Linked DNA regions of Sus scrofa: region 1 is linked to region 2. Evidence: chromatin contacts called from public promoter capture Hi-C data. All regions are on one chromosome and are shown on one strand. The core of a region is the stretch at or near the end of the contact, and the rest is flanking DNA. Distances in the headings are between cores, read along the strand shown.

Region 1 (3,627 bases), core at 432-2,931, 190 kb before region 2:
TGGGGACCAGGGGGGCAGCGGGGGAGCTGTTACAACCTGTGACTATTTGGATTCTGATGGAGAGAGAGTCAGATCCTAGGCTGTTGATGGGCTGCTAGGAAAGAAGTACCAGTTCAAGAGGTGGATGTAGGAGATGGATTCTGCAGCCTGGCAGGGAGAGGCAGCTCTTGGCACCGGCTGCCAGAGGGCTGATGCAAAGTCACTCCCACTGCAGCAGTTCTGCGCTGCCTCGAGCTCCCTCCCCCTCAGCCCCTGGCTTCCCTCCCCCTCTTCAGCAGCCTGTGCCCAGGGTGTGACCTCTGTCCACGTGCTCTTTGGCTTAGACAGGGTGCCCACAGGTGGGGGCTCTCTTAGGATGAGGGAAATAATCAGAAAGCTCCATGACATCAGACAAATTGCTTAAGCCCTCTATGGCTGTCTTCTAATCTGTAAAATGGGGGTGGCAACAGTGTTAGGTGAGAATTAAGTGAGTGACTATGGAAAGCGGGGGCATGAGGGGGGTGGGATGGGAGTGGGTAGGGAAGACCTCTCTTTTGAGGTGTCTAGGCTTGGAAGAAGGGAGGGGCGATGCCCTGCACCCCTGGAAAGGATTCCCATGGTCAGTCCTGGCATTATTGGATGCATGCAGGATGCCTGGTGGACCCAGCCCAGGGCTGCCTCCCTGTCAAGGCAGGTAAGGGCCGCAAGCGTAGCCAAAAACCTATTCTCCCAGGACAGGACTTGCTTCTCCCTGCTTTTCTCTCATCTCTGAAATCTTTTCTTCAAGGTCAGTAAAGCTGAGAGCCCCTCCAGAATTCATCTCTGGTGAGAAGGGCAGCAGACCTGAGCTCTAAAAATAAACTTTAAGATGTTAAGTACATTTTCCACAACAATTCAGATCACGATTCTTTTTTCTTTCCTGGAGACTGTGACCTAGAGTAGAAACCATTCCGGCAGAGGAGGAAGTGTCAGAGGCTTTGCACGTGGGACCGCATTTGGATAGAGCGCCACTCTGCTCTGGGGCCCAGCCTTGCTAGAAGGACCTGCAGTCTTAGTGTTGAGAGGCTCCCTTCCTGTCCCACCCTAGCGGTGGGCCCGGTGCTCCCACCTGCCGCCTCTTCCCCATCTGAGCCCAGAGAACCCCTTGAGCTCTGTGGCAGCGCCTCTGTACCCAGAAGCCAGCAGGGCGAGGGGCAGGTGTCTTTGCTTTGTTACATTTCACTCTCCCCCCCGCCCCCAGCATGGTGCTCTCAGAGGTGGTGTCTGGGGACCACAGAGGCTGACTAGTTTACTGGAGCTGGGGCCACCTAGACAGGGCACACAGGACAATGCGGGGGCTGTGAAATGCCCGAGAAAAGGATCCGGTTCTGGATCTCTCAGCAGCACCGCAAGCCGAGTGGGACAAGCCGGCCAGGGCCCGCTGCCGTGAGGATGGCTTTCCAACTCCCTCTCATTGCAAAGCGAGAAAAGGTCAACGAGGCCCGGGATCGCTGCCCTGGCTTCAGCTCTCTTGGGGCATTCTAGACGCCGGGCGTGGCGGGGAGTGGGGGGTGGCGCGGGGGCGGTGGTGCTGCACCGGGTGGAAAGAAAGGAAGGAAGAAGGCGGGGAGGAAAGGGGGAATTAGTGGGAGGGAGGAGAGAAAGGAGGGAAAGAGAAAGGAAGGGAAGGCGGAGCCAGGGAAGGGGCGGGGAGAGGGCGACAAAGGCCGGGCTGCGGCTGGCGCTCCTGCGCTTTGATGCGCCCGCTCTGCCGCCGACCCGCGGTCCCCTCTGGGGCACCTGGAAAGGGGCTGCGGAAGCCGCAGGCGGGGTGTGGGTGGGAGAAGAAGACAGGCGCCCGGAAGAAAAACCAAGGGACCAGGGCACAGCGCCCGGGGCCCGGGAGGGTTTTATGGACGCCCGGCGGGGAGGGCGCGATCGGGCTCCCACCTGCGCCCGCAGCGCCGGGCTGCACCGCGGCGCATCCCAGCCGCCGCCACGCGGGCCCCGCCCCGCCCCGCCGGCTCAATCATCTCCCTTCTTCTGAAATTTTCTCCTGGCTTTCGATTGAATTGGTGGAACGTTCTCACCATTTCCTTCCTGGGGCTGAGGTTGAGGCCCGTTGCCTCCGCTGGAATGAAATATTATTGTTGTACTCTCGCCTCTCTCTGGTTTGGGATTTGAGGTGCATTCTCTCATAATTAATTTAGGTGGCTGTCACTGTGGTCACAGCTGGCCCAGGCAAAGAGCAGAACCTGAGAAAATTGAGACCAGGGAAGGGAAAAAATAACCACGGCCTGGACGGGCCAAGAAGAGAGCTTTATTAGCTTTGCCAGCTGCTAAGTGGCGGAGCCACCCGCGGGGCACACTCTTCTGCCCAGCACTCACCGCACCTCCTGAGGCGATAGCACCCAGCATCTACTAAGCATTGGTCACAATGCTTCACTTAACTCCCAGGGTCACCCTGTATATCATCTAGTATGAGCCCCCTTTTACAGGTCAGAAAACTACAATTCACAGTGGTTAAGTAACGTGCACTCTTTCAGCAGCAGGAAAAACTCACATTTGAACCCTGATCTCTCCTCGTATACCGCCGGATTATTTTCTTTGACTCCCAACACTCCCAATTTCCTCCATCCTCTGCTCTCCCTGTCACACCCACACTGAGGTTTCCCTGACTGATAACAGCCTGAAGTGTCCCCTTCTTCTCCACCCCCCCCATTTGCCTTTTGAATAGAATCTATTCCCAGGTCTTAAGGGAATAGATTGAAGTGACAGCCAGGAAGGTAAAGCAATGTTTGGGGGACACCAAGCCCTGCAGATGCCGGCCACCCCCTACCCCCCGCCAGCCCAGAAGAGGCCAGGTTCATTGCATGGTGGGCTCAGCTAGGCTTTGGGGGGTGCGTCTGGAGGAGGGGCAGAACCTTAGCTGAGAAGCTACTGGGGCCTGGCACATTCTGCTACATGCTTCACAAACATGACGCCTTAGTGCCTCACCACTACCCAGGAGGTGGCTGCCACTCTCCCCATCTCAGGGAAGGAAACCGGAGTGGTCTCAGAGGTGAAAGAAGGTGCCCAAGGAAATGATGCTAGGAAGTGCTTGAGCTGGAATCGAAACTCATTCATTCATTCATCCATTCATTCACTGTATTTTTACTCTTTAGTATTTTTGCTGTGTGTGGGGCTATAGAGACGAGCTGTAACCCTTCTCCCCTCCCTGCTTATGCTCACAAACAGGCAAGTAGATAGGAACGAATCACTACAGCTAGGTTTTTTTATGATAGTCCCCGGATGGGGGTACCGTGAGTGGACCACAAACACTAAATCGTGGCCAGTTCTACCTCGGGGCAGTGGGTGGAGAAGTGGGAGGGGGACAGGAAAAATAGAAAACCTTCTCGAAAGGGACCTATGCAGCCTGGCCTTTTTCTTCCCCTCCCCCGAATGGCCTCCACAAACATTGATGGGGGGAGGGGCCTCTTTAAATTCCCCCGACTCCTCTGCTCTGGGCCACCTGACTTTACTGTGGCATCCTGAGGATCATTAGATCATTGTGAAGTGCCGCGTATTTCTTGGTATATTTGGACAGCCCAAATGTACAGAAATCGTCCTTTTTTTCCCTGCTTTCCCAGTTCAACAGATGAGTTTAAAATATGCTCAACCTGAAGAACA
Region 2 (3,793 bases), core at 52-2,551:
AGAAGCTGTAGTGGGAGGAAAGCGGCTCAGCAGAGCCTGGCTAGGGCTCTTGGGCGGGTGGTCCTGGGCCCGTCACCACACTGCAGGCGCAGGTCCCTCACAGCACCCACTCCTAGGCAGAAAGAGGTCCTGCTATGTCAGAGGGCAGGCAAGGAGAGGCGTGAGACAGGCCCACTAATAGTCCCTCTCCAAGGATCCCCTTTTGCTAAAGATATTGGGCTTCAAGTATTCCTTCTCTCAAAAGCGAACCCCCAATCTGGACAAACAACTTTCATTCACACAGTGGCATGAATGAATTCACTGCAGGCCCTTTGGATTGACATTTGGGGGTCTTGAAGGCGGCGGCGGCGGCGGCGGCGGCGGGGGGGGGGGTCTTGGGACCTCTGGCAAAGCCAGCTCAAGCCCTATGGGTTGTGGATAACGGAGACCCCAAGACCAGAGAAGGCATTCAGAGGGGCACCAAAGGACTGGCTGGGAAGGCCATCCGCAGGTGGACGCGGGGCCTGGACTCCGCAGGAAGGCGGAGTCCCTCCTGCGGGCGCTGGCTGCAGGCACACCCAACCCCCACCCCCCCATCCCCGCGCTTCCCTTAGTCCCAGAGGAGCTCCCGGATACCCACAGATGCTCCAGCGCGTGGTTTCTGTCCCAGGTCCACGGAGATTCGGGGGCCCAGTTCTGCGGACGTCCCCGCACCCACTGCGGACCTTGCGTGCCCTCCAAAGCAGGCGGGTCACGCAGGGAGGCAGGAGGAGGGACGCGAGAGCTGCAGGGCCGCCGAGTCCCCGCTGCCCAGCGAGTCGCCGCGCCCCGCAGTGGCGCAGCCGCCGCCTCTCGGGACTTGGGCACGCGCGCCCCAGGCCCCGGCGCCCTCCTGCCGGGAGCCCCGACCGGCCGCAGCCGGCGCGGCCCCGGGCCTGCGGGGGTGGGGTTTGAAGCGGGGGCGGAGTCAGGCCCGCGGCCGGTGTCAGGTTGCTCCGGTAACGGTGACGTGCCGCGGCGTGGGCGGGGCCAGCACGCAGGTTGCATATTTTAGGAAGTGAGGAGGAGGCGCGGGCTTGAGCTGCGGCGGGGTCTGGGGCGCAGAGCAGCGGCGGGAGGAGGCGGACACGTGGCAGCAGCAGCGGTAGCAGCCCCGGCGGCGGCGGCGGCGGCGGCGGCAGCAGCAGTGGCATCGGCCCGAGCCGCCGGCCGTCTTCCCTCCTTCCCGCCCCGCAGCAGCCCTAGCTCCCTCCTCTCCGCTCCCCCGGCCGCTCTTGCTTGGCCGGGAGCCGCTCTCTTTTCTCTCTGATTCTCAAGCAACAGGACCCGGCGCGGGACACAGACCACCGCCACTATGGGGAAGGGGGTGAGTGTCCAGCGAGCCTGGGGAGGGGTGCGGGGAGCCCTGGAGGGGAGGAGGAGGAAGAGGAGGAAGTCAGGAGGGCGACCGCAGCCAGCGGGAGGCGGAGGAGGAGGAAGCGGCGCGGCGCGGAATGGGTTGGCAGAGCAGAGAGGCTTAAAAGACGACGCACTTTGGAAATGGAGGGAGCGCTGTAATGAGGGGCGGGCGGGGGAAGGGAGAGCCGAGGGCCCGGAGCGGGGCAGCCCCAGGCGGTGCGCAGAGCCTGGAGAAGGACTGCGGGCCCCCGAGCCCGAACGCGTCGCGGGCCCTGGGCTCCTGGAGGCGGCGCTCGGGAGTCGCAGGCCCCGGAGGCAGAGGAAGGACAGCCGCTGGGCCTCCCCGGCTAGGAGCGGGCTGCCGGCGGCATCCCCAACCCGCTCCCTCCCTCCTCCCTTCCCTCCCTCCGCCCGCCCTCACCTCCCGTCTCTCGCCTTCCTTTTTCCCTCCGCCCTCCGTGCCCCGAGGAAAGGCGTGCTCCTCCCCTTCCCCTGGGGCGCTCTACCCGGCCCCTTCCCGGGCTGTAGTTCCCGCCGCGGCTCCGGCCTGGGCGATGGGGGTCTTCCGATGCGGGGGCGGCCTTAGGGTCCCAGGCTTTTTCTCCTGGAGGCGCCAGGGCTTAGCCAGTTGCCCGGAGAGGTGGCCGCCCTTCCCCAAAGGAAAAAACTGGCTTCCCCTTACTGCGGAGCCGGTCTGGCGGGCTGGTGCCAGAAAGGGTGTGTCTTCGCCCTAAGATGGCCTTTAAGGTATACTTTTGAGAGCTTTAATGGGCCCCTTTCCATTAAACACAGGATGCTCCCGGGAGGCAGCTGGAGCCACTGGTGTGGTCATCTTGAGGGTGGGGAGGGTATGTGTAAGTTTTTTAGAGCGATGAGGCAGGAAGGAGCACAAGCAGATCCACCCGGGCCTCCGGGTACAATAAACCCGAAAAAGAACGGGAGGCGGGGCAACGCGGTGGGAGCGCCCACCCGCGGAAGAGGGGTCGGAAGCAACGAGGGGTCCCCCGGGCCGGAGGAGCGGGCGCTCTGGGGATACCAGAACAACGGCTTGTTCCTGCATTTCTATAACTCGGGGCTGAGATAACCCGTAACCACAGCAGGAGACTAGGTCCTGGACTCCAGTGGGGCCAAGAGTGCTGTTGAGAAAAGTTTATACAAAATAACAGAAGAAAAAATGAGATAAAATGACCAGGTCATGAGAATACTAGTGGGAGAGCATCTGCTCCATTGTGTCCAGAGCCTGCACAGTCCCCGGCCCGTAGTAGGTCTTTGAAGGTTGGGCAGGCTCCTGGGTGTGGAGTGAGCGATGGGCAGAGAAGGAGGGTGCATTCTCTGGAAATGCCAAGTGGATTTTGAAGGAGGTCATTGAAAGGTTTGAACCTGGTAGTAAGGAAGAGTGGGAATGCACAACTTGTATCTTTTAAAAGCACCAAAGTGGAGGGCTGGCTCAGGTCAAGTAGCTGAAGGCAAGAGCTGAGTGCTAGCCTCTATACTGCCCACGGTGGAAACTGAGTTCGTGACTGTACTTGAACCACTCCATCAAATCCTAGGGCATTCCAGTAAACGAGCTCCTTAAAGCTCATTTCTGTATCTCTATCCCCTCAAAAAAAAAAAAAAACCCAGAAAAAAATCATGTTTTCTGAGCCACCTTACTGGTTTGGGGGAGCTGGAGAAATGGTAGATATGTCACCAAGGCCTAGGAAGGTGAAGTGCTTTGCTCAAGGTCAAATGGTTGGTTAGTGACACACCAGTCCCTGATTCCTCCCCGGCCTAAATACTCATTCCCTCCTTAACGTTGCCTTATACATGCAGAATTCTAAAGTTATTTTTCAGATGAAACTGGGGTGTTCGTGATGCTGAATTAATGGACCAGATGTTTGAGTAACTGGATTATATCCATAGACCTATATTTCCTTTTCATAACGGCGCACAGGCCCGGGAGTGGGAAAGAGAGCAACATGCCTGGGTTGTGGAGGTTTAAGCAGTTTCATCTTACGGATCCTCATCAAATGGCTAGTGGCTAGCAAACACAAAATTGAATTGTAATTGGTGAACGCAGGCTGATGTGCTGCTTAGCTGCTGGGTGGTTCGTATTTGGGGAACTCTCACAGATTGAGCATTAGGGGGTGGCTGTGTGTGTGTGTGTCTTTGTGTGTGGTGGTGGTGGTGGTGGTGGTGGTGATTCTCCTGGGATAAAGTTAACCTTTTTGTCCCCAATGACTTACCGTGATAGTCCAAATGTTCAGGATATTTTATGCTGAAATGTTGGGATTTTTCCACATGGGGATTAAAATGTGGGTGGAGTGGTGACTAAAGCCCTGCTGATAATTGGTTAACCAGGAAGCCTGTGCTGGCAGCTAATTTTTAAGGTCATTGTTAATTTCTTCCCCTCCTCTTCCCACTGCTGTTGGGGGCC

What was found. Promoter capture Hi-C pulls out the DNA fragments that hold promoters and counts their contacts.
Region 1: a promoter capture Hi-C map of fetal liver shows a contact between it and region 2, with 4 times the contacts expected there. The contact joins the enhancer-like site here to the promoter of ATP1A1 in region 2. A contact is called at or near these places in 3 of 5 promoter capture datasets (fetal liver, fetal skeletal muscle and liver), 9 of 47 Hi-C or Micro-C datasets (brain, embryonic fibroblasts, fetal heart ventricle and 5 more) and 2 of 2 datasets of contacts at active chromatin or transcription factors (alveolar macrophages and skeletal muscle).

Annotation. Positions count from the first base shown.
Region 1 is chr4:104,573,220-104,576,846 of Sscrofa11.1, reverse strand. All of the region lies in intron 8 of MAB21L3 (protein mab-21-like 3), which reads left to right. Among named protein-coding and RNA genes, the nearest start is that of MAB21L3, 52 kb to the left of the region's middle. Within about 2 kb of position 1,681, at least 35 of the 83 cell types and tissues checked have an H3K27ac peak or open chromatin away from gene starts, as enhancers often do. A contact at or near this core is called in fetal liver, retroperitoneal adipose tissue and skeletal muscle, where this site is marked.
Region 2 is chr4:104,381,829-104,385,621 of Sscrofa11.1, reverse strand. It overlaps ATP1A1 (ATPase Na+/K+ transporting subunit alpha 1), which reads left to right and starts at 1,301. Exons shown (of 23, transcript NM_214249.1): 1 at 1,301-1,345. The coding sequence starts at 1,334. It overlaps LOC106508382 (proline-rich protein 18-like), which reads right to left and starts at 1,174. Exons shown (of 4, transcript XM_021089985.1): 1 at 620-1,174. The coding sequence starts at 1,172.